Linked DNA regions of Mus musculus: regions 1, 2, 3, 5 and 6 are each linked to region 4. Evidence: chromatin contacts called from public HiChIP or PLAC-seq and promoter capture Hi-C data. All regions are on one chromosome and are shown on one strand. The core of a region is the stretch at or near the end of the contact, and the rest is flanking DNA. Distances in the headings are between cores, read along the strand shown. Region 1 holds the start of Zfp963 (zinc finger protein 963). Region 2 holds the start of Zfp964 (zinc finger protein 964). Region 3 holds the start of D130040H23Rik (RIKEN cDNA D130040H23 gene). Region 4 holds the start of Tpm4 (tropomyosin 4). Region 5 holds the start of Mcm5 (minichromosome maintenance complex component 5). Region 6 holds the start of Zfp869 (zinc finger protein 869).

Evidence for each region. Promoter capture Hi-C pulls out the DNA fragments that hold promoters and counts their contacts. HiChIP or PLAC-seq counts read pairs in DNA pulled down with a chosen protein or histone mark. Capture Hi-C pulls out chosen DNA fragments and counts their contacts.
Region 1: a promoter capture Hi-C map of hippocampal neurons shows a contact between it and region 4, with 3 times the contacts expected there. The contact joins the promoter of Zfp963 here to the promoter of Tpm4 in region 4. A contact is called at or near these places in 1 of 39 promoter capture datasets (hippocampal neurons) and 1 of 115 datasets of contacts at active chromatin or transcription factors (double positive thymocytes).
Region 2: a promoter capture Hi-C map of hippocampal neurons shows a contact between it and region 4, with 4 times the contacts expected there. The contact joins the promoter of Zfp964 here to the promoter of Tpm4 in region 4. A contact is called at or near these places in 1 of 39 promoter capture datasets (hippocampal neurons) and 1 of 115 datasets of contacts at active chromatin or transcription factors (thymic regulatory T cells).
Region 3: an H3K27ac HiChIP or PLAC-seq map of thymic regulatory T cells shows a contact between it and region 4, with 13 times the contacts expected there. The contact joins the promoter of D130040H23Rik here to the promoter of Tpm4 in region 4. A contact is called at or near these places in 1 of 39 promoter capture datasets (hippocampal neurons) and 1 of 115 datasets of contacts at active chromatin or transcription factors (thymic regulatory T cells).
Region 5: a contact with region 4 is called in an H3K4me3 HiChIP or PLAC-seq map of embryonic forebrain, with 7 times the contacts expected there. The contact joins the promoter of Mcm5 here to the promoter of Tpm4 in region 4. A contact is called at or near these places in 2 of 115 datasets of contacts at active chromatin or transcription factors (astrocytes and embryonic forebrain).
Region 6: a promoter capture Hi-C map of adipose tissue shows a contact between it and region 4, with 3 times the contacts expected there. The contact joins the promoter of Zfp869 here to the promoter of Tpm4 in region 4. A contact is called at or near these places in 1 of 39 promoter capture datasets (hippocampal neurons), 1 of 484 Hi-C or Micro-C datasets (uterus), 1 of 115 datasets of contacts at active chromatin or transcription factors (thymic regulatory T cells) and 2 of 9 other capture datasets (adipose tissue and liver).

What each region holds. Positions count from the first base shown.
Region 1 is chr8:69,747,612-69,751,465 of GRCm38.p6, reverse strand. Zfp963 (zinc finger protein 963) reads left to right here and starts at 1,504. Exons shown (of 4, transcript NM_001200023.1): 1 at 1,504-1,634. The coding sequence starts at 1,632.
Region 2 is chr8:69,652,253-69,656,158 of GRCm38.p6, reverse strand. Zfp964 (zinc finger protein 964) reads right to left here and starts at 1,603. Exons shown (of 4, transcript NM_001177527.1): 1 at 1,563-1,603. The coding sequence starts at 1,565.
Region 3 is chr8:69,269,744-69,274,010 of GRCm38.p6, reverse strand. D130040H23Rik (RIKEN cDNA D130040H23 gene) reads right to left here and starts at 2,907. Exons shown (of 5, transcript NM_001384124.1): 1 at 2,820-2,907.
Region 4 is chr8:72,133,829-72,138,174 of GRCm38.p6, reverse strand. Tpm4 (tropomyosin 4) reads right to left here and starts at 2,887. Exons shown (of 8, transcript NM_001001491.2): 1 at 2,722-2,887. The coding sequence starts at 2,853.
Region 5 is chr8:75,107,693-75,111,661 of GRCm38.p6, reverse strand. It overlaps Mcm5 (minichromosome maintenance complex component 5), which reads right to left and starts at 2,153. Exons shown (of 17, transcript NM_008566.3): 1 at 2,041-2,153; 2 at 1,788-1,962; 3 at 1,446-1,572; 4 at 1,234-1,362. The coding sequence starts at 1,954.
Region 6 is chr8:69,715,497-69,719,630 of GRCm38.p6, reverse strand. Zfp869 (zinc finger protein 869) reads left to right here and starts at 2,729. Exons shown (of 5, transcript NM_001039965.1): 1 at 2,729-2,863. Gm51532 (a long non-coding RNA gene) reads right to left here and starts at 2,524. Exons shown (of 2, transcript XR_003947396.1): 1 at 1,878-2,524; 2 at 1-100.

The DNA of each region.
Region 1 (3,854 bases), core at 255-2,754, 2.4 Mb after region 4:
TACCACAGGTGCCTCTGGACAAGACCCTACCCAGCTAAGCTTCTAACATGTAAAAAGGAAAAGCCCAAGTAATTTTCTATTCCCCAAAACCATGACAAAGGAAAACGGCTGCAAATGTGATTCAGTGGGGCCAGGCTCCATCCCAAGAAGGCAGCAGAATTTGGCCATGATGTCTGTGTGGTTCTGACTTTAGAGTCAAGTCTGTAACTATGGAGAGTGTATGGCAGTGTAGTCCCTGCATGGAAGGTACTGAGAAGCTATTGTGAGTCATTTTGGAATTCAAACCTGGATTTCAGTGGAGATCCTAGAGCCATGAGACATCCGCCAAGGAGAGAATTGTCTTGAGCCTTAGAAGATATTTGGACCTTTAAATAATGTTGAGACTGTGAAAGTCTATGGGGACTTTTGACGGAGAACCAAATGCATTTTGCATTATAGTATGGTCTATGGGGGCCAGGGAGTGGAAGGAGGTGGTTTGAATGAGAATGGCTTCCATAGGCCATGTTTCAGTGTTTGGTCCCCAGTGATGGAACTGTTTGGGAAGAATTGGGTGCAGCCTTGGTGGTGGAGGTGGTCTTCGAGGTTTTAAAAGACTTGTGCCATTCTCAGTGGATTAAGGTGTGAGTCCTCAGCCTGTGGCCAAGCCTTAACAATACCAGCATGGACTGTTACACACTGCACCTCTAAGCCTGGTTAAACTGTTTTATAAGTCACTTCAATCATGAAGTTTTATCATAGCAACAGAAATGTAACTATGTCAGGCAAGTGCCCTTAATCACTGAGCGATCTCTCCAGCTCCTGTTTTTTTTTTTATCAACTCTAATTTTGTCTGTTTGTTTGCATTGGGTATGTTTATTTGTGCAGGCTAGTTTTATGTCAATTTGACACAAGCTTGAGTCATCAGAGTGGGGAGCCTCAATTGAAAATGTCTCCATGAGCTTGGGCTGTAAGCAAGCCTGTGAGGTCATTTTTAAAAATTAGAGATTAATGGGGGGAAAGCCCATTGTGGCTGGGGCCATCCCTGGACTGGTGGTCCTGGGTTCTCTAAGCAGCCGTATTTGCAGACAGTTTGGAGTCACCCGATGTGGGTTCTGGAAATTGAACTTGGGTCCTCTGAAGAGCAGCATGTGCTCTCAACCTCTCAGTATCAACTGGAACCAGAGTGGTCTGACTGGCCTCCTAGGTCTGAGGCACAGGGGCCATTGTATTAGACACTGAGTTGGTAACTGGACTGCTTACGAGAACCATCTGGTACCCTGTTAGACTAGGAAGTGCTTGCCGAGTTCACTGAGACAGCAGGGCCCAGCTCTCCAAGAACAAGAACAAGTTCTGCGTCAATGTAAATTCTCCTGACCATATGCTGGAGTAAAAGGCAGGCAGTCCAGGGCAGAGACTGCCTGGTCATCACTTCAGCTCCTGCTGTCAATCAGCAGTCGCTGGGCGGACCTAGCCAATCAGGGCCTTCAAGCTTACACCACTCAATCAAGAGCGAGGTAGGGCAGTGGGAGGCGGATTTTCTCTGTCCGCCGTGTTGTAGACTGAACTCCGTGGCTCAGGGAGGCCCCGTGGGTGCGTGTGCTGCGCTGTGGCCGCCGCTGTGAGGGGAGCACGGGCAGCTCGGAAGCCGCGACATGGTGAGCGCAGGGCCGCTGTCCCAGGTGGAGAGGAGTGGCAGCTATCGGTAGCTCTTCGCTTGTGCGGCGTTAGGCCCGCTGCGGTTGGCGGCGACTAGGTCGCTGCGGCTGTGTCGCTCCGCCCTTCGGCCGCGTCTGCGCAGAGCTCAGGGCGCCGCAGGGGAGGCCCCGCCCTCCGTGTCGGTGACGTCACGGCCACGAAGTGGTTTTTGTGTTGTACCCTGAGGCTGTTTGCTGAACTCAAGGTCCTGCCGGTTCCCCTGAGTTGTCTTCACATATTGGTGGAGAGTCCACTTTGAAATACTTTTGTGGGAGTTGTAAACTCTTAAGTTTTTGCTTATTTATGCCTATGTTGGATAGTATTTGTGAAGACAATTACTCTCCTGAGTTTAATTTGCTCTTTTAAAAGAACATTGACTATTTTGTGAGGTTCTTTTTTTATACTGTTTTGTAGATAAATTAGTTTCCAAATATTCGTACACTATTATGATCATTAAATTTCTTTGTAAAGATAAAATCTTTTATTTGTGTACTATTTATTTAGAATTGTCTGGAACGTTGAGGGTTTTTTTTCCCCCTTTACATATAAACCTTAGAACGGCTTTCTGCTGTTACACAAGATGTTAGCATTCTTGTTGGGATTGTGTTTTGAATTTATAGTGTAAATTGAGGAAAGCAACATCTTGGTGTTGTCTTCTATTTACTAGGCCAGTGCATATTCTTATTTGATTTTTTTTTTCTTTTTTCTGGACACTGGATCTCTCTGTGTCAGTGGTTCTTTACCTTTCGGTTAAGACAATCAGAAAACACTAATTCCCAATGGCTTTAGGAACTGAGATACTGCTCAGTTACAACATTACAATTATAACATAGCAACAAAAATAATTTTTTGGTTGGGAGTCACCTCAACATGAGGAAATGTATCAAAGGGCCGCAGCGTTAGGAAGGTTTAGAGTGACTGCTCTATGTATTCCTGGCTGTATGGGAATTTGCCATGTAGCTCAGGCTGGCCTTGAGTTCACAGAGATCCCTCGTCTCTGACTCCCAAGTGCTGGAATTAAAGACCTGTGCCACCGTGCCTGGCTTGATTCATTTTTGAAAAAGAAATTTATCTTCATCCAAGGATCTTTGTGAAATTTAGTATATGCTTCTCTTTGTGTCTCCTTTGAGCTGTGGTGCTACATACTCGGGGAAATTGCTAACCATTCAGTTGCTCATTGCTATTATACTGGAAGATGGACTTCTTGTGTTAATCTTGTATTCAAGAAGATTTTTTTAAAAAAGATTTATTTATTATTATAAATAAGCACACTGTTGCTGTCTTCAGACTCACCAGAACACATCCCAGTGGTTGCTGGGATTTGAACTCAGGATCTTCAGAAGAGCAGTTAGTGGTCTTACCCGCTGAGCTATCTCCCCAGCCCCAAGAAGTTTTCTTATTATTTCCTTGAGTTTTTGTTGGTCTTGGAATTTCCTATTTGAAAAGACTTGTATTTTATGTGTTATACTTAACAATTTTATTTTGAGATTCTAATACAATTAAACATTTCTCCCTTCATTTTTCTCCCTCCAAACCTCCTTCCATAATCCTCCCTGCTCTTCTTCACATTCGTGGCTGCTTCTTATTCCATTAATTGTTGTTGCATGCTTGTAACATCTATATTCCTAACTATAACCTGCTCAGTCCATGGAATGTTACCCGTGTGTATGTTTTCAGGGCTGACTGTCAAGCATTGGACAAGCAAGCAGTGTGCTCGTCCCTGGGGAAGAGTATCTCTCCTACTCCCAGATTTCCTTAGTTACCTGTAGTTCTTTGTGTACGATTGAGGCATTGTGGGCTTGTCCCTACCCAGTTTTTCATGTCCATTGGTGTTATCTTTGCTCAGCTCATTCTGAATAGACTTTATGAGTAAGTGAGATATTATTTCTAGGAGACCCAGTCTCACAGGAAATCTCCCTGATTCTCTGGCTGCTACACCTTTTCTACCCTAGACTCTTACTTTTTAAAGTCTCAGTGGCTCCCCTGTCCTGTTCTCTTTCCAGTTGTAGCATCTTCATCTGGCCTTCATGCCTTTCCTAACCCCCATGACTTGGTATGGCTGGCTCAAGCTTACTGGCTTTCCCCAGGGCTACCCACTAGGCTGTGCTTCTCGAGGCTCTGGTAGACACACACAGCCACTTCCACTGTCTCTCCCTCAGTCCTGCCTGGCTTCTGTGAAC
Region 2 (3,906 bases), core at 354-2,853, 2.5 Mb after region 4:
GGAGCAGGGGGAGAGGGGAGCAGATAGGGGATTTTCAGAGGGGAAACTAGGAAAGGGGATAGTATTTGAAATGTAAATAAAAAAATAAAATAAAAAATACTACAAAAAAAGAAAGTTGTAGTTTTAAAACTGCAAAGCTTGCTTTAAAAAAAATCAGTTTTTTTTTTAAACCATTCCTTTCTGTGTGCATGTGTGGCTATGCATTGCCATGATGCATGTATGAGGTGAAGGGACAGGAGTTCAAAGAAATTCTGTGGTTCTCGATTCTCTCCTTCTACCAAGTGGCTTATAAGGATTAACCCCAGGTCTCTGGGCTTGGCAGCAAAAGATGCCACCCACAGAGAGATTCGGAGGAACCAAGAACCTAAGTATTTTGTTTTTTTCTTTCTTCCTTTTGAGATAGGTTCTCACTATGTAATCCTGACTTGCCTGAACTCACGACATAGACCTGGCTGACCTAGAACTTACAGAGATCCACCTGCTTCTGTCTCCAGAATACTGGGATGAAAGGTGACTCCCAACCAGCTCAGCAAGAATCTAAGTTCTAAAAGGAAAACCTTGTTCACTTGATGGTAAGCGCCTTGAAACACTCAGGGTCACACCACCTAAGGAACACCAGTGAACACCTGGTCAGACTGAAAACTGCTGCGGAAAGTCATGGAATTGCAAGGATGTTAGAATACGGGTACAGCCCTGGGAAAGAGCAAAGCAGAGATTCATGATTCACAACTTCAAAACTGACTTAAAAGCAATTATCATTAAGATAGGATAAAGCTGCAGATAGGCCTAAGGAGTAATAGAGCACTTACCCAGCATGCTATGCAAAGCTGTTGCATCTAACTTCCAGACTGTGGGTGGGAAGGAGTAAATATTTTTTAAGAAAAGAAAAAATAAACTATACTAGGCTCTGTGACAACCTGAGTTCTATCCGTTAATCGCGGAAGGACAGCACTCATTCCATAAAGTTGTCCTGTGACCTTACACCTTCCTCACTCTACACACACACCGGGGACACACACCAATAAATAAGGCTGATTTAAGTAGGAGAGAGGGAGGGGGAAGGAGAGAGCTGCAGCGCACGGCAGGGGTCCTCCACTTCGTCTACTCGCTAGTCCCGCTCCACGTTTCTCTCCCTTGTCCTGGGGCAGCCCAGGCTGTCCCCTCTCCTCCAACAGCTGCGGGTTTACTGTGAAGCCCGCACGCAGGGTTACAAGTGAGTGCGACGTTAAGCTGTCACAACCCGCACTAGGAGAAACCTGCGCCGTCGAAGGAGCTGTGGGCAGACCAGCTCAGCACCGAGCGACCCCGCCCACGCGGGTGCTCTGGGCTCTGCAGCGTGCTGCCCTCGTCTCTCCGGGCCAGCCTGGCTCCCTCTGGCCAGCCGCAATCCGTCCGGGGGGAGCTCGCGGCTTCGCCTTTTAAACTCTAATCTTCGCACCAAGCCGAACTTTCCCAGACGCTGGACCCACCCCTCCCCCAGTCCCAAGGAGGACCCACCACCCCGGCTCCCGCGGCTCAGCCGGCCGCTCTTCCCCTTCTGGGGACTTCGGCCCTGCGCTCACCATGGCGCGGCTTCGAGCTCGGCCGCGCTCCCCTTAGCTACGGGCCGCAGTGGCCACAGCGAAGGGGGCCGAACCCGCTGCGCCTTCTCCGCTTCCCAGCGGAATGCACAGCGGGATTGCGATGGAGCCCGCCTCCCACCGCTCCCTGGCGCTCCTGATTGGATGGCTTGTCTGGAGGCCCTGATTGGCTAGGGCCCGACTTCGCTCAGCTCGGGAGAGATTTGCATAAAAGCCAGACCTGCCTGCTTCTTGCTGGGTACTTTAGTCTTCGGTGATCTCAAAAGCTTAGTTCCTATTGGTCTTGGGTCGTTGGTGTCCACAGTGCATTTACCAACTCAACGTCCAGTGTAGTGATTTCTTGCTTCAGACCTAGAATTGTTATAGGACCTTGGGTATGATGTATTCCGTGGACCTGGATTTTTATTCAGGGAAGCCAAAAAAAAATTTTTTTTTTTTTAAGGCGTGAGCGCCACCACTGCCTGGCTCCTTTTATTTTATTTTATTTTTTTTAAAGATTTATTTATTATTTTATGTAAGTACACTGTAGCTGTCTTCAGACACACCAGAAGAGGGAGTCAGATCCCGTCATGGATGGTTGTGAGCCACCATGTGGTTGCTGGGATTTGAACTCTGGAAGAGCAGTCGGGTGCTCTTACCCACTGAGCCATCTCACCAGCCCGGAAGCCAAAATTTTTGATAGTGGTCTGTCAAGTGGGGCTTGGTGGTTGGTACAAGTCCCCTTAATCCCAGCACTCATTCTGCTGGCAGCGAAAGACAGATCTCTGTGAGTTCTAGGCCAGCCTGGTCTACATTGTAAAAATCTGGGCTAGTTAAAGTTGCACAAAGTCTGGTCATTGTTAGAGGCCAGAACACACTGGCTCCTCATCAGCTCTTTCTGGTAGAGTTATTAAGACGCTATCTGTACTGTGATTTTACAACTCTTAACTTATAATTCAGTCCAGTATCTGGTCCTCTGTGCTCAACTTCACAGCTGGAAATAAGATAATAACAAATTCCAAGCGACTGGAGAAAAATGAAGGCGTTTTAAATATTCAGTTCTTCAGAGAGACACGGAACCTTAGAGAAAAGGCAAAAACGGCTGTGAATTTTGGCACAAGATTTTTTTTTTTAAGTCCCCCTGGGGGAGAAATTTCTGTTCTTTGTTTCTCACAGGCCAGTTCTGCTATTTTCTCAAATTTCCCATCTCCCTGGCTTAGGGTACAAAGCCTTATCTAAGGAATAACTCGGGATTTGAGGCTTCCTCTTTTCCTTATCATGATTTAAGTTACATAGTAAACCATGGGTAACTCCAAGTCTCATTATGGGCCGGTACCAGCCAGCGCTTGGAAGAAACATGCCCAGCACCTACTGCTTATCTGTAACTGGTGAACTCTAAATGCACTTTATACTGAAATGGACAATGACAGTCCAATTCAGTGGTTCTTGACCTGTGTGTCATCAGATCATCAGAAAACACATATTTACATTATGATTCACAGTAGTAGCAAAATTATAGTTTATACAGTAGCCAAGAAAATAATTTTATGGTTGGGGGGATCACCACATCATGATGAACTATTAAAGGTCATGGCATTAGGAAGGGTGAGGACCACTGTCTCACACCATCACATATGCTAGCTCAGACTAAATCATGTGGTGTTTAACTTTAATTTTTTCAAAACCTATTTTTAATGATGGTTCTTAAATGCTTTAGCCTTCCTTCTAGCCCACCACCCTCCAGAGGTAGTGGAAAAGAAAGGATACAGGAGAAGTGGACCTGTTTAGAAAGGTTCTTTGGAGAACCTTCCATCTGCATTGTCTGGAAATCTGCAGTTCAGTTCACAGGTCATCAACAGCAGCTCGATTCACTTGTAAACACTTCACAGATATACCAACAGTCCAGTTTGATAGAGTTGGGATAGCAAACATGAGTCAGCAGTGGTGGTACTATTTAGCAGAGACAGCCAGGCCTCAGCCTCGGCAGCAGAAAGGACCAACCAGCAGGAACGCCAGGAAGAGTTCTTGGCTGTGCTTTTCTCAGCGAAGTGAAGATCATCAAAGAAGTCAAAAGACCAACACGTGATGCACAGCTAGCTCTATAAGCAAGCCTAGCTCAGCCTCAGTCACTGTGCACTGAGTCCCTTTTATACCCTCTCCAAACATCATGAGTTCTCTTTGTGCCTTGCCTAAACACATGCCATACTTCAGCATGTATGTCTGTCTCAGCTAACATCACTCTGCCAATCAGCCCAAGTCTGCAGAAGTGGCAAGAAGCTGCAGCACATCACCAGGAGTTTTTTGGTGCATTTATCTCTATGGAGTTCTGACAAATGCAGCTCAACTG
Region 3 (4,267 bases), core at 1,658-4,157, 2.9 Mb after region 4:
ACAGGCCTTCCACAATAGAGGCAGACAGGTCCCTAGTCTGGAAAACTTGTATTTTAGTAGAAATTCTTCCAGTCTCCCAGAGCACTTCCTGTCTCTCTTCCATGACATGAGGTCCCTTTGATACTCAATGTCTAGTGGAGCCATTTCTTGATCTCACAGCTGGGAAGTCCTGCAGCCAAATTTAGGTTAAATTCAACCAGTAACAACAATTAAAGCAAAAAGAGGCCATTTCATAGAATGCATAAAGGAGTATATAGGAGAAAGGAAAAATAATTTGTAAATGATGTAATTACAATTTCAAAAATTATATTTTAACGTTGAAACCCAGCTTTATGGCCCCACCTGCTCAAGGGACTATCGATTTGTAGAAGACCACACCTAGGATTACTCACACCTTTTCTCTCAGACTCTCCATTTTCATCCAGGAAAAGCAACACTCCTGTTAGACATGGCCATGTCAGTTTGACCAGATCTTCTGTACTGGTTAAACTAGTGTAACTACAGTAATTTGGTTCCTAGAAATAAATTCAGTTCTTTATTCAGATTCTTGATTGCATGTCCTGTGGACCCAAGAAACAGGACATTGATTGATCACCTAAAATTGACTCCCAGAGTACTCATTGGTAATCCCTACTGTTGCCAGAGCAAAAAAGCTCTCACCACCCTTCCTGACCCTGCCTTTCTGTGCTGTGACTACAGCAGTTTCAAAGTTGGTCAGTGAACTCGGTTCTAACACAAGTTCCTCTTCATTTGTAATTTCCTAATAGAAGCCAAGGAGGGCAGAGGACAATCATTCATTGGTCTCTTTTCCCTTTTCCTGGAAGGAGTTGCAGGACTGCCTTTCAAGCACTAGGCAGCAGAGGCAGGATTAGGTGTGGAAAGCAATGATAAATTGCAAGCCTGGGCTATGGGAGACATTGCTGTAAACAGAAATCAATACATAAATAGCATTTGAGAAAAACAGAATAAAATTCCTAACGAGAAGGAAACACTGGAGAACAGAAAGAAATAGAGATTGGAGCAGTGACACATTTAAAGAAAATTACATTTAAAAAGTGATACCAATAACTGACTTTTTTAAAAGGTAAAAATGATGTATAATTTTGTACTTAACTGATGCTTTAGCTACACTGGGTACACAGTACACCGTGTAGCATAGGACCACCACTTAGTTGGAGAATGCTATGACAAATGTGGTCAGCATTGCTGGTGCTCTGTCTGTATTACTCTACTGAGCACATCAGTACATCCCGCCTACCTGCTAACTCTAAGCCCTCTGGTATATTTGTCTCTTGCTATTTTAGTTTTGCCTGTCACCCTAAGTCATTGCAGCAGGCTCAGCGTGCCGAAATGTACGTGTATCATCTCCCTTGACGGACAACTTTTAACAAATTGCTGACTGGAGGTGATGTGTAAAAGCATGATCCCAGCCAGCTGCTTCTCCTGGTGGGGAAACTCCCCGTGTGCTTTACATTGCTTTGGAGTTTCCCTGTGGGGATTCACCTTCAGTTGTTCTCTCTGCTTTTCTCACTTTTCTGCTCCATTACCTCTTCTATGTGTACAACCAAAACACTTTTTTTATTTGAATTACTGTCTCAGTTTCCCACATATAACCTAAATTAAGAAAATAAAAAGTGTACATGTTATTAAGTTAAAAAATTTTTAAAAGGTAAAAATAATTGAAAAAAAAATCTTAGCACTATTGACCTGGAAAAAGAGTAGATCCTTCCTTAGTAGAGGGAATGCCATTAATAAGATATCGATTGACCTTGCCTCTGGGCACAGTGTTAGCTGTTGAGATGTATAACCCATGACACACAGCTACAGCCAGTGAGTGGCCTGTGTCTCAAACCTCTGAGCTGACTTAACTGTGTCAATCCAGGTTTCTACTGGATCTACCAGGTTTGTTCCTCAGTTTGAGAAGGGGCAGTGCTCCTTTTCCACACAGGAAAGCCTCAGGGAAAACCTTGCTAGATCAGGCCAGCCCTCAACACAACAGTGCCCTTCCTTTTCAAAGAGCTGTGTCTTACCCATCGGGCAAAACTATGCTTTTTTAGTGGGAAAAACTAGACCTGTATAGCACACCAGACCTTGATGTTAGTTGTGACCGTGCACTACTTCTTTGAATAGCTTTTAGACAACTAACTGCCTTTTAATATGCGGATTGCGTTAGTGGCTGGTTGTAAATCTTTTGTTAGAGTTTGGGGCCAAATGTCGAGACAATTCTGGTGAGTGAACATGTGTTTCTGATCACCTCATGTCTAAGAAGCCTGGTTAGCATACTACTTATCATCATCTTTAGGATGCTTTAGAGGCAGCCCACCCTTAGCTAAACTCTACTTTGCGTGACTTATTATCTCCTAAGCATTGGTAAATCCTTTCCATCATCAACTCTACCCTTCTCCATCACAGATTATTAGCGGAGTGCTAACGAACACATGAAACGCCATTTACTACCTCCCCAAAACTAACTCCAAATGGATCGTACTCCTAAATATTAAATATGAAGCACAGAAATTCTAGAGATGCTAGAGAAACTGGGACTCTCTGAGTTTGGCAAACTGCCATCTTCAGATGCAACAAAAGCCTGGTGAAACTGACTACAAGGATACTTCTACACACTACCCCTGTTCCCAAGGCTCTGCGCAGATGCAGCTCCCAGACCACCACTGGGGTCTAGGGAGATGCAAATACCACAAAGAATCTCACAGCAGGCTGCATCTAACCACTGCTTCCCATCCGACCCCAGGGAGGGCCAACCACACGGGCTCCCGAGGTTCACAAGCCCACTGCTCACCAGGCAACCGCCCCTCGCTCACCATATCTTCTCTCCCAGGCTCGCGCTTAAGCCGCAGGTAGTGGCAAAGAACCACTAGCACTAAGGAAGCTTCAGATTCCAGCCTGCAGAAAGTCCCCCGGAAGAGCCCGCCTCCCCTTCTGACTGGAGGTCCGCCTCAAGGGTCTGATTGGCTAATGAGACTTGAGTGACAAGAACCTCCCCCTTATGCTTAGAGGATGCAGAAGGGACACAGCACAGTGTTTGCTAGAGCTGATATCAACCCCAAGGCCAGACCTTTCCCGGATATGCACATATTTGCATTTCAGTCGCATTTGCCCCTGCCTCCAACCATTCACCCTTCCGCCTTTCTGCACTCAGCAACATTTCCTTCTTCCTCCTGGACACTGGGTGGCTGGCTTGTGCATCTCATTTCACAATGTGGAGTGGAGTGATTTTTGTGTCCCACAAGTAGAAGGGAGCCACAATATTAACAATTAAGGAGAGATTTTAGGAATCAAAACGTTTGTTCTTTTGCTTGACACTGAGGCTAGGTGAAGTTCAACTGCATGTAACCTGGGAGGCAAGGGTACGTCAGAATATCCTGAGAGAAAAGCTGGAACCAGATCAGAAACACAATGATAGGTATACCTCCCACCAGAAGGCTGAATGGTACTCCACTCCTATAGGAGTTTTCCTCATGAAATGCAGGCCTGTCTCCTGACAAATTAGTAATAATGAAAAGTATAGTCTCCATGGTAACTTGAATACTTAGAATGAATTGGTTCATAGAAACATGCCTTTTATGAACACTATTCTTAGCCAGCATGTTCCTGAGTTAAGGTGAAAAGAACATAGCTGTGTATTAGTGAAGGTTCTCTAGATGAACAGAAGGGATAAAACAGATCTCTATGTAGGTAGAAAGGGAATCTATTAGAATGGCTCACAGGCTGTGGTCCAGCAAGTCCAAGAAGGGCTGTCTACCAACTAAAAGTTGAAGAATTCACTAGTTCAGTCCATTAGGCTGGTTGTCTCAGCCGGTCTTCAGTATAACCCACGATTTTAAAGATAGGGGCTCTAATGCCAGTAAAGAAATGAACTTACAAAAGTAGGCTGTTACCAGAAGGTGTGGCCCAGATTAAAGGTGAATATTGTCACCTCAAAAGATCCTGAAATGTCTTTCCACTTTAAAAGCTTTAATTAAAATCCCTCGCATGTTTTCAGCCCATTGGGTTTTAGTTAATTCCAGATGTATTCAGTCTGACTATCAAAAATTGCTATCACAGCAGACAAAACAGAAATGCTGAGCCAAAGTTCTTACCTGTATGGGCATGGGAGTCATTTCCAAAGCAATGCTGTTTCTCAAAAAAGGAAGCATGGGGATTTTTCTTAGGAAGCCTGGACACATTCACGTGGAGTTCTGCTTATTCCTCAACATGCTCATTTAACAAATACACTTTTGAACATGGTCGCAATCTAAAAGCAGAGACG
Region 4 (4,346 bases), core at 1,638-4,137:
GGCTCTGTCACCAAGGGGTGACTTCCCTCTGTCATCCAGGGATGGCCGCCCTCAAGGAAGAGCATGGAAAGTTAGTCACATGAGACTCAATTAGCAGCTCCAGGAGACTGAAGCCAAAGGACAAAGAGTTTTAGGTTAGCCTGAACTATTATATAGCAAGATCTCTGTTAAAATACCAGAAAAAGGGGGAGCTGGCTTAGTGGGTAAAATCACTTGCTGCCCAGCATAAGGACCTGAGTTTAGATTCTCAAACAGTGTGTGGGTTCATGAGGTTCATGAGGAAATGCAGAGGAAGCCATGCTACCTACCGGCTTCCTTTCAGGGATAACCACTACATGGGGACAGCTATAAAACTCAGTGTGAGTCTGGGCCCTCTCTACCTCAGTTTACACAGCAGGGAAAGTATAAAGAACAAGGCCAGGTTGCCTGTCAATATACAGAGGATCCCCCTTGCCCCCCAGTTTGTGATCTGTGACCACCCTCCCCCAACACCAATATGTGTCTGTGCGTCTCAGGTCTCTCTTCCCACAATGTGGGTCCTGGGGACTGAACTCAGATCATCAGCCTTAGTGGCAAGCACCTCTACCCAGCTGAACCATCTCAGGGGCCCATGGGTGCCTCTTTTTTATATCTTGAACTTCAATACCTATCATATGCAACAAGTGGGGCAGTATTGGTTCCCGCCCACTTCAGTTTTTAGTATATTTAGCAAAAGTTATGTAACCAGGACCACTATCTAATTTGTTAACTTTTGCCATTTGCTAAAAAGAACCTTGTGCCCATCTGCAGTCGGTGGAGCTTTTAGTTGTTGGTTTTTTGTTTTGTTTTGTTTTTTTGTTTTTTTTTTTTTTGTTATGGTTTCACGAAGTCCAAGTTGGCCTCTAACTACATAGTCTGGCCCTAATTTCTGACTGCCCTGCCTTAATCTCTCAAGTGCAGGCTCTACTTCATCCAGTTCACCCAGTCCTGCAGAAGGGACCCAGGACTTTGTGCATACTAAGCAAGTATCCCACCATTCAATGACAACCCCACAGCCTCTAAGTAGCCTGGGCTGCAGGGGGCTCAAGGCCACACCCAACATAGTAATCACTTTCACAGTCACATTGAGTTTCCACATTCATGAGTTGTCTCAAAGAAAAGGAAAAGAACTTAGACTGAAGAGGCACACTTTGATCTTGGCATATTTTCAACTGTTTAAAACAGAAAGAGCTCTAGTTCACATCCATGCATTCATTCACACACACACACACACACACACACACACACATCCTAAGTCATCTTGAGCTCCGCCCCTTCCTGCAATCAAAGCCTTCCACCGGCTACAAAGGGTTTCCCTTATAAGGTAAAAGAGGCTTGCTAGATACTTGTGGCCAAGCAACAGGAAGACGTCGGTTAATCACACAAAAATCTAAATGAAACCAGCTGTTGGGACACAAGCCCAGAAATCAGCTACACACACCCCAACCCCATTTCTAGTCTGGGTGTTTCTGGCCCGGAATCAACTTGAGATGTCTTTCTACAACCAAAAGAAGCATGCTTTCCCACATGAACTTTTAAAGCAGCTCAGAGTTTTCCAAAAGGCATCCCCCGCACTCCACCCTTGGGCCGCCAAATTCCTGGCTTGGCTGGAGTCTCGAGGCCATTTTGGAGATGTCTAGGGTGGGACGGGCGTATGAGAAGCCGTAACAGCTACTGTGCAGAGCTTCCGCCCGGTTCTGAGGCTTTCTCCAGCCCGAGCGGTCCTTGAGGGATTCAAGGCTTCTACCCAGGCCAGGCTGTCGCCCAGGCAGTCTTGGGAGGAGTCCAGGCGGTACCTGCACTGCCAACTCCACCTAGCCTTTCAGTTTCTAGGGTCCCCGCCCTGAGTTCCCACACTACGGCTTCAGGAGACCTGGGCAATCACACAACACTTCTTCCCTTGTCTGTGAGTCTCCTTCGCTAGCAAACACCGCCCTACTACTCAGGCAAGGGGCTCTCCTTGCCCCGGAAACGTCTGGAATGCCTCTCCCTAGTCTTTTCTTTCTACCCACCTGTAGCAGACTTTTGGGAGACACGAATCGAACGCTTTGTGGGTGCCAGAGCTGGGCTTAGAACCCAGACCCATCTCTGGCCCCGGGCTTGACCCAGGGATGAAGAGGAGGCGCGGAGGCCTTTCCTCTTTCCGAACTATTCATGCACCCCGGTCCCTGAACTCTCAGGGAAGGCGCATACAGTGGGCGCTCCGGCGTCGGGCAGGCCCCCTAGTGGATATTACCTGGGGCTAGGGGGACACAGGGTGATGGTGGTGGTGGTGGGTGTCCTGCAGGCCAGCGTCCAAATTCTCCTGTCCCCACCCCGCCCTCAGCGGACGTGTCGCGGCCGCACCCTAAGGACGTGCCGGGAAAGTTCGGGCGCGAAGAAGCAAAAGCGCGCACCGCCCCCGCCCCCACCTTGGTCAGCCGCAGACAATGGGAGCGCGGTATTTGCCCCACTACTCCGGAGTGCCCCGCGCAGGACTGTCCCCCCCGCAACCTCCCAGTTCCTGCCCCGCCAGCGTACGGGGCTCCAGGATCCAAGGGTATGGATGATCAAGGCGGAGGGGAGACGGAGGAAGGGGGAGCTAGAAGCATGCGGAGCTGGGAAGAAAAGAGGGCGCCAGGGAGCACTGCGGGCCCGGAAGCGCGCGGGACGAAAAGTGGGATCGGGCGGGGGTCGCGGACGGCGCGGGTCCTGGTCTCTCACTTTCTCGCGCCGCTCGCGCTCGCCATCCAGTTCGCGCTGCAGGCCTTGCGCGCGATCCTCTGCGTCGTCTGCCTGCTGCTGCAGGGCCTGGATCTTGCGCTTCACTGCCTCCAGTGAGTTGAGGCCGGCCATAGCTCAATCGTTCTGCTGGGCTCCGGCGACAGCTGGGCGGCCGCGCCCGGGCCCGCCAGCCTTGGCCACGCCGGGGCCGCCCCCGCCTCTCCCCGCCCCCCGGCCCTGCTGTCAGGCCCATGAGGTCACCCGGGCCGGCCGCGACGTCAGCACCGGGCGGGGGGTGGGTGGGAGGGGGTGGCTGACGTCGGTGCAGCTAGCCGCCTTTGCCCTGTGGGCTCCTCGTCCTCCCTCACTGCCCGCCCCGCCTGGCCCAGCGGCCGCGCACTTACCTGGGAGCCTTTATTCTCCGTCTGCTTTAGAGTCTTCTTTAAGTCTGTCAGGTCCTCGGAGTGCCTGTCCAGTTCGTCCTCCACGCATTTCAGTTTCTTCTGGAACTACGTCAGCTGCTCTTTCACCTGGGGACACAGAAGATAATGAGTCAGCCTAATGGTCCATTGCCCGGAGTTTGGGAGGCTGAGGCAGAAGGACTGGGAGTTTAAGGCCCTGCAAATGAACAAAGTCTTTATGAGCTGATGAGATGGCTCCATGGGTAGAGGTGCTTGCCACCAAGCCTAATGCCCAGAGTCCATTAATCTCACACATGCGCCCACATTAATGTAGAAAGTAAAAGGTTTATATAAAGAAGGTCTCATTCAGAGGACACAAGTTTGTGAAAGTAAAAAGTGTATATAGACAAGGTCTTGTACAGAGGACTCAGGTTGATTCCCAGCTCCTGTTCCAGGGGAGCCAACATTCTCTGCTTCCATGACCCCTTAGCATAGGCATGCATGCATGCAAAACACCCTCACATAAAATATAAAATACTCCCTCCACATACACAGAGCGGTAAGTGTGCATTACTGAATACAGAGGGATTTTACTCTTGACCTAAGGACTGGCCATTCTTGGACTCATAAGAGTCCCCACTCTCTTGAGGAAGTCATAGCTTTAGTTTGAAACACTACAAATTGGATTTTGCATTCTCACTTTCTGAATGCAGCTCTCAGGTGATCTCTGTTTAAGCAAAGTGGAGCCTATAGAAACTCCCAGTTTTGTAGGCAGAAACTTTCTGACCAGTGTGCAAGCCCTTTCCCCTGCTGAGAAACTTACCCTCAAGAGCCCCACATCCTGCTCCCACTCCAATCTGGCTCCCACACCTGGCTTTCAGGTCTGTCCTGGAAGAGACCCACTCTCAGGGACCAATTCCCCTCTAAGATCAAATTTTCACTCCTCTAACTTTTGCACATTTGTTAGGCATCTGTTTTTTTGTTTGTTTGTTTTTGTTTTTGTTTTTGAGACAGGGTTTCTCTGTGTAGCCCTGGCTGTCCTGGAACTCTGTAGACCAGGCTGGCCTCGAACTCGGAAATCCGCCTGCCTCTGCCTCCCAAGTGCTGGGATTAAAGGCGTGTGCCACCACCGCCTGGCATGCATCTGTTTTAATTAATGTGTCCTTTAACCTTCCCCAGAATCTAGTGCTGTTTGTTCTGAGAGTCTGTCCCCCACAATTCCTG
Region 5 (3,969 bases), core at 904-3,403, 3.0 Mb before region 4:
GGTCTGATAGCTAAAGTGTCTCTTTAGAATGTATTCATTAGACCATTCATTAATAGTCATGCTGTAAAAATGATTCCTTGTGCCAGACGTGGTGGTGCACACCTTTGATACCATCACTTTAGAGACAGAGACAGGTGGATCTGAGTTCAAAGCCAGACCAGTCTATATAGTAAGTTCCGGACAGCCAGAGCTGCTATGTAATGAAACCCTGCTTCAAAATAAAATCCTCACCTTTCAGGGACATATACTGTTAGGAGTCAGTAAAGTCAAAATGGCTGGCCTGTTACTACTAATCATTAAGCTAGATGACAAGTCCTCTTCTTTTTAGTCTCTGTTATCTTCACTATACACAGTGAAACATTCTCACACATTCCATTGCTTTCTGTGCCAGCCTCACCAGTCTACAGGTGAGACAATCTCCCTACCATTTCTCCAACTCGGGGCATCTTGGGCTAGATTAGAGAACACACACATGCACAAGACTCTTAAACTATGAAAGGGCCACAAGCATGCCAGTGATAAGAATGTAGGACAATTAATCCCAGCACTCGGGAGGCAGAGGCAGGCGGATTTCTGAATTCAATGCCGGCCTGGTCTACAGAGTGAGTTCCAGGACAGCCAGGGCTATACAGAGAAACCCTGTCTCGGAAAAAAACAAAACAACGAAACAAAACTAAAGGGCTTAAGCCTTAATTATGATTCAGGCTTAAATCAAGGAATGACTTGTACCAGAGGACACCTACGAGATGATTTCCATTGGTTTCCCTGTTGCAATCCTTCATTAGACTGAGTCTGGTGGAACACTCTTCAAGGTTTTGACCCGACTGGCTACACATCAATCAATTTCAGCTCCAACAACACTTCCTCTAAAGTATTCTTCCTCAACTCTCTACCCTCTCAGCAATAGCCACATTGTCCCCACGTTCTTTTCTTTTCGAGACAGGGTCTCATGTACACCAGGCTTCTACTTCTGCCTCCCAGTTATGGATGGCATTTACTATTTTTTTAGTCTCCCTGATGGATAGGAACTCACTGTTGTTCTGCAAGACTCAACTCTGCCTTCCCTTTAAGACATCAACCCCATTGAGGTAATTTTACACAGGATAAAGACTAAGTTAAGTCAAATGTCTTGGTCAGGGTCACACATCTGGTGCTCCAAGCTACCTGTCTCAGACGCCTTCTGCACCACACAGCGGCCATGCCACCCTGACTAGCCATTCAATAAACTCCTACCTTCAGAATCCGAATGCTCGACGGGCTGGCATCTGACTTGAGCATGACCTGGATGTCTTGGAGCAGCTCATCTCCAGCTGGCCGGGGCCGGGTCACCTCATCTGCCACCTCCTTGGCAGCTTCCTCAAGCTGAAGAAGAGGAAAGGCATAAGCTGCTGGTGATGATGGGGCAGGGCCCGGGTTTAGGAGGCTCTGAAATGGGTGCTACTCACCAGCTGTAAGTGCTCGGCCGGCTGTTTATGCAAGTGGTCAGCCAGTTCCTCGTCAAAACTGGCCAGGTCCTCCATCTCCACCTCGATCCAGTATTCACCCAGGTTGTAATGCCGCTTGAGTTCATCTCTTTAGTGGTCAACAAAGGGGCAGAGGGACAGGAAGGGTGCATTGAGGGACCGTCAGCAGCAGTGCCTGTGCACCCCGGTCCTCACAGGCACCAATGCCCCCACCTCTCTCAAAAGACACCTAATTGTAGACCACTCTATCCTAAATTTAGGCCTGAAGAGGGACTGTCAAGAAAAGGCGTCCCCCGTAAGAATGGTTCACGGACACTGTCGCACCTGTACTTGAAGGTGAAGCCCGTGCGATCGGTGCCCACTCGGTACTGTCTCAGGAACTCCTTGAATCGCCTCTGCAGTTGCGACTTGCGGGCCTGGCCCTCTTCCGCACCGGGGTCGCCACCGAAGCTGTCGCTGTAGAAAATGCCCGGGTCGTCGAAGCCCGACATGACTGTACCTGGGTCAAGGGAGACAGAGAGCTGAGCACCCCGGGGCGGCGGGAGCTTCCCTAGACGGGGTCCCGCAATTCCCTCACCTCACAGCGGCGCGCCACACGAACCTCAGCCCTCCTAGAGGAAGCCGACTTTCGCGGGAAAAACCAGCCTCCGCGTTTGTCCACCGCGGTCTCTGCGCTCCTATTGGTTCGTTCAGCGCCGCGGATAGCTATTGGACTGCTCTGCGCCGGTTGAGTCCCGCCTCCAAGGCCTGGTTCCCAAGATGATTGGCTGTGGCGTCTTGGTGACGTCACGAGTCAACTCTTTCCGGTCTCCATTTTGTGAGGCTGGACGTTTTGGCGCGAAAGTTCTTGGCGCTAGCAGCTAACCGAGCAAAGATGGCGGAGAGGCTCGGGAGCTTTGTGAGCGTTTAAACCTTAGGCCTTCGGAGAAAACCTAGCCCAGTGGCGCAGGTCTGTCAGCCCCGCTCCTCGTAAAGTCTAAGCAGGAGGATCGCAAGTTCAAGGCCAGCCTGGGTGACTTAGGGAGCCCCTTTCCCAAGTAAAAAGGTGGGACTTGAGAGATGGATCGGTGGTCAATAGCGTTTGCTGTACTTTTAGAAGACCCAGTCTCTGTTCTCAGTACCCTAGTCAGGGGCTCAGAACTGCCTGTGACTCCTGCTCCAGAGAACCCAATGTCCTCTCCTGGCCTCTATGGGCCACGTACATGTTAGATGTAGAGAGAGAAAGATATATGTATCTGTACATAAGTACACTTTTTTTTTAAGTAAAAGGAAACGGACTGGAGCAATGACTGAGCAATTGGATACAGACACATAAATAAAAAGTAGACTTATCAGCCCTCCCCCATATCTGCTAGCACTAGGGAGGCTGAAGAAACCCTGCCTTTAAAATAAGTATATGAGAAAACCACCCCTTTCAGAGCTGCTGTGAGAAAGCAGTATGCCTGAGGTGTACTCTTGCTCCAGCCCGGCAGGAGGTGCCAGAGTGCTGTCTCCGCAGCTTTGGGACCAGGTGGCTCACCTTCCCCTACTCAGATAGTACCAAAGCCCAGGAAGCCAGGGATGTTTTCTTTCATTCAGATTCAGACGAATAATTATGATGACTGTAGAACTTTTTTAATTCCTTGGCAATGCTTAAACCATGCAAAATTCATGGCCAAATTCCAAATGGAAATCTTGGGGGGGGGGGGAGGCAGATTTAGCATAGCAACCTTAGTGTAGATTTTCCTTTGAGTTCCTCCCATCCACACGAACAAGTGGAAACCTATTGCTGCAGCAACCATTCAAACATATATTTACAGAGAATAAAGTTTGAGCATTTTTGCAATTAAAAAAAAATACCAGGTGAATCTAAGACTTGGTTTTCTCAGCATTTCATGGTAATCCCTGTGTGCCAAGACAGGTTTAACACATTTTATTTTAGATTGCTTTATTTGCTTCTTGACCAAAATCGAGGCTGTTCTTAACAGTTGTCACCAATAGCAGGGATGTAATTCCGCATTGTTGGCTGGGGCTTCCCCTCAGGTACAGATGGAATGCTGGACTTAGGCACTGAACAGAATTTTAGCAAAAGTCAGAGTGAAGCAGAGTCAGCAAATTCACTGGTCAAAAGACAGAGTCCTATGCCTGGGCATGGTGGTGCACGCCTTTAATCCCAGCACTTGGGAGGCAGAGGCAGGCGAATTTCTGAGTTCGAGGCCAGCCTGGTCTACAAAGTGAGTTCCAGGACATCCAGGGCTACACAGAGAAACCCTGTCTCGAAAAACCAAAAAAAAAAAAAAAAAAAAAAAAAAGACAGAGTCCTGGCGACATGGCTCGGCAATTAAATGCCGAGCTGCTGGGACTGCTCTTGTAGACAATCAGTTCTCTATGGTGGCTCACAACCATCCAGGGAGCCTGATGCCCTCTTTTGACTTCCACAGGCACCAGGTATGCATGCAGTAAATAGGCAAAACACATACATATATCTTTAAATATAAATCAACTGCCAGATGTGGCGCATGCCTTT
Region 6 (4,134 bases), core at 1,480-3,979, 2.4 Mb after region 4:
TTCGGAATTCTGAGAACTTTTCGGAGGGTACATGAATGCTAGCTCCCCAGGAGCTGGAGCAGGTGCTCGTTGGCCATTTAGGGAGGTTGGTTTGTAATTGCTGTGGTCAAAGAAGAAACAAAAGGAAAGACATTAGATTTAGGAATTCATTCTCTCTCTCTCTCTCTCTCTCTCTCTCTCTCTCTCTCTCTCTCTCTCTCTCTCCCTCCCTCCCTCCCTCCCTCCCTCTTTCCTATTTAGTGATGGGGTGAAATGGGGTGGGGTGCGGGGGTAAAGGGTGGGAAAAGAAGAATCCACAAAGTAGCAAAGACCAGCTACAAATTACAGAATGAAAAGTTTGCAGTCTACATGCAGAAGATTATTATTATTAAGATTATTATTGCTCCAGATTGCCCAAAGCTATTTAGGGAGACCCTGTTTAAAAAACAAAAAAGCAAAACAAAAAAAAAAAAACCAAACCAAGCCAAAAATCTTCCCTCAAAAAGCACATATTCACACAAAGCCACAGTCTCCTGTACAACAGGTGGGTGTGGTGTTCAGAGAGGGCGCACTGTGGCCCTTTATGAATTTCATGTGATTGGTTTTTCTGCATGTATGTATGTGCACCGTGCATGCCTCTTCCAGGGAGGTCAGAAGAGGATGTTGGATCCTGTAGGGCTAGAGTTACTGTGAGCCATTATGTGGGTGTTGGAAATTGAACCCAGATGCTATGGAAGAGCAGTCAGTGCTCTTAACTTTGGAACTATCTTTCCAGCCACCTCCCCCAAGTATACTTTATTCATACATATAGATTGTGGAGCAAAACTGCACAACTGCAAGAGTGCATTTATCCTTCTAGAAATGGACCAGCCAGCATACATTTAGCTGATTGGTTCATATTAAATGATATTAAAGAATAAAATCTTTGAAGTTTCTATGAAGAAGGCTCTCAGATCCTACCTGGCCTTGTTAGTAGTGGCCTACAGCACAGAGGGCAAGAGGGAGTTAGCTCAGTCAAGCCTACCAGGTGGGTTGTGAGTGACCCTCAGTGGAATGGGGCTAGTGAACGTGCATGTGTGCATGTGTGGTATATGTGTGAAGTTAGCCGTGTAGGTGCATTTACACAATGGAGTACTACTCAGCTATTAAAAAAGAATGAACTTATGAAATTCCTAGGCAAATGGATGGACCATGAGGCAGCTTCTCTTGGGCAAGAATCTGGAGTAAATCCTTGGATCCCAAGTGGATGAACTCCTAATCAGTTTGATTTGATCCAGAGCCACTCTCCTTAGCTATCTGCTTATTTAAAAATTAGCTATCTCCTGTCTTCCTTCACTATTCTAGTGTGGTTTGGTCATTTCTGTGGCCTCGTGGATACAGGCATCTTCAATGTGTAAGGCTCCTTCAAATACTGAAAGATCCTGGCAGAATGTAAAAGGACACAGAAGCCCTGAAATTGGCAAGATAGACGTCAGTGTTAGCAGAACTAGCTTCACTGATTTAGAAAAATAGAGGTGCACAATGCTCTGGCCACTTCTTGAACCTGTGTGTCTGCCAAAGTTCTGACCAGGTGTGTGCCCATTGCTGCACCTTCATTAGACTCTTTCCTTGTACCCCTCCCATACCCATTTCTTGAGAATAGACATTGTTTAGATCTGGAAATCCCCTAATCTCCCCCTTCTCCTTTCCCCCCTGAGGGCCTATAAAAACTGGGACCTCTTTCCCCTCGAGGACAACTCCTCTACCCCTGCGTGGGATATGAGTCGTCCCCAGAGCTCTGGCTTTCCCCGAATAAAGCCTCATGTGGTTTGCAACAAGCTCGGTCTGTCGTGAGTTCTTGGGTGTCCGCTATTGTCCTGAGGCCTGAGCGAGGGGCTCCTCTCGGAGTCTTTCAATACCTTCTGTTGACCTGGAGTAGTCTGTGATTGATACTGGAAGTTTTTCAGGAAGTATATCCCGAATTCCTGGTTCTTTGGCTTCCACCTCCTTTGTTGGGATTGCAGGAAAAGCAACACCACCTTGGTCTTGGAATGGGTTCGCTTCTCTGCTTAAAAAGAAAAGGTGCAACTTGTTATAATTGAGCAATCTTTGGCGTGACTTGCTGAAATTCCTGAAACCCGGAGGACATCAAGTCTTGTTTCGATGTGATAGGGGTTGGGTTGGGCCCTGGTCTAGTTGTGAGGCAAAGTGATCACTGCCTTGGGGAGTGTATGTAATAGACTGTGCACAAAAACAAGGCTTCCAAGAGGAAGAACCTTAAGTACCTACTGAGTGCAAGAAGACAAGCTGTGAAAGTTCTGGGATGCACAAGGAAGTCCTGCTTCAATCAGATCGTCTTGAAGCAGACTTGCATGAACTTGGGTGAAAGCCAGAGTTGGGAAGGTCTGTGTGGTCCACGTCTTTTAATTTCAGTTCATCCACTTATGGGAGCTGTCATTCAGATTTCACTAGCCAATCAGGGCCCTGAGGGCAGGACATTCATTCACAAGGACCAAGCGAAGCTGTTCCTGTCACTCAGGCCCTCGTAGGGCAGTGCTAGCCAATCAGAACCTTCAGGCCAGGCCACTCACTCAAGAGCGCCTAAAGGAACTGCTTCATCATTCAGGGCATGCTAGCCAATTAGAGCAATGGAATTGAGTCATCCACGCAGCTGCATCTAGGGAACTCCTGTCAATCAGACTTGTGGTGCAGCTCTAGCCAATCAAAGCTTCGGGGCAAGATGTCCAATCAAGAACACCAGACGAGACGAGAGGTGGGTCCTATCCGCCGCCATGCTGCAGATTCTGTTCTTAAGCAGGCATCGCGTGGTCCCGTGAGCTGCGGTGTGATCGCCGCTGCCGGGAGCTGTAGGGGGAGCGCAGGCGAGCTCAGCAACCGCGCCATGGTGAGCGCGGGGCCGCTGTCCCCGGATGGGGAGGAGCGGTCGGCTGAGCCGCGTGAGCCGGGGTGATAGGTCCTTCCCGGGGTTGGGGGAGCGGTGGGACCGGCCGGCCGAGCGGACACCCTGTGCGTTCCACTGGGCGACGTGGGCCCCGTCACTGGCCAGTGCTTGTCTCGGAGGACTCTAATCACTTCCGCTTTTCCAGCCATGTCTGCGCAGAGCGCGGGGAGCGGAAGACTCCTCCTAATCAGGGGGTAGCTTCCGGGTTGGTGACGTCACCGCCCAGTGCTGGCGCCCTGTTTGTGCTTTTGGTGTCGCACTTATGACTGCTGTGTTCTCTGCGCTGTGGTCTAGACGTTGTGGGCTTCGTAGGTCTAGCATCAAGTGTGAGTTAATTTTGTGAAATTCTCCGAGTCTTTGTCCAAGAGTTTCTTTCGGATGGTGTCCCAGAAACAGTTCTAGAAAAGATTGTACTACTTTATCAAAGGTCAGCTTGTCTCCTAATTTAAAAAAAAATTTTTTTTTGTGGATCTGTTTATTCTTCCTAAACAGTGTGTTGTCTTGTGTATTTGATTGGAAATGTTACGAGTGTGTTGTGGGTTCGTCTACATTGTGCTAACCATTTTGTGTGTTTTTTTAAAAGTATTTTACATATAAAATTCAGCAATGTCTTTTATGTACCTGATAAGAACTTTTTAGCATTTTGTGGGAATTATCTTAAATCTGTAATTGAACCTGGGAACTGACATTTTTCTGATTGTGTCTTCTGGTCATGAGGATGTTATATCAGAAACAGACAAATATGTTTGTGTATTTCCACAATTTCATAATTTACTGAATAGAAAGTAAAAAGGTGTCACGCCTCTGGTGGTAATCTGGCCAAGGCTATTTTTCCAAGATATTTTATATTTCCAAGATATTCTATCCAAGGTTCAATTTTTCCAAATCCTAATTATTAATATTTTTTCATATCACACGGTAAATATATAATTATATCCACATATGCTGTTTACACAACCAGCATAAGTTAAAGAGGCTGCAGCAGAGTTCAGAGGGTCCCAGAAGTTGGCGAAGAGAAATGCAAGCAGTGTTTCAGTTGATGAGAGAAGTTAGAACACACGACTAGTGAGCCACAGGGGGAGAGCTTTGAATGAAGCCCGAGGATGTCAGGTTTGAAAGTGGCTGTAGTGGTCTATATGATATGAAAGGCAGACTGACTGGTCCTGGTGAACTGACAGGGACTCAGTTGAATTGAAGCTGCGTCCCTGACTAGA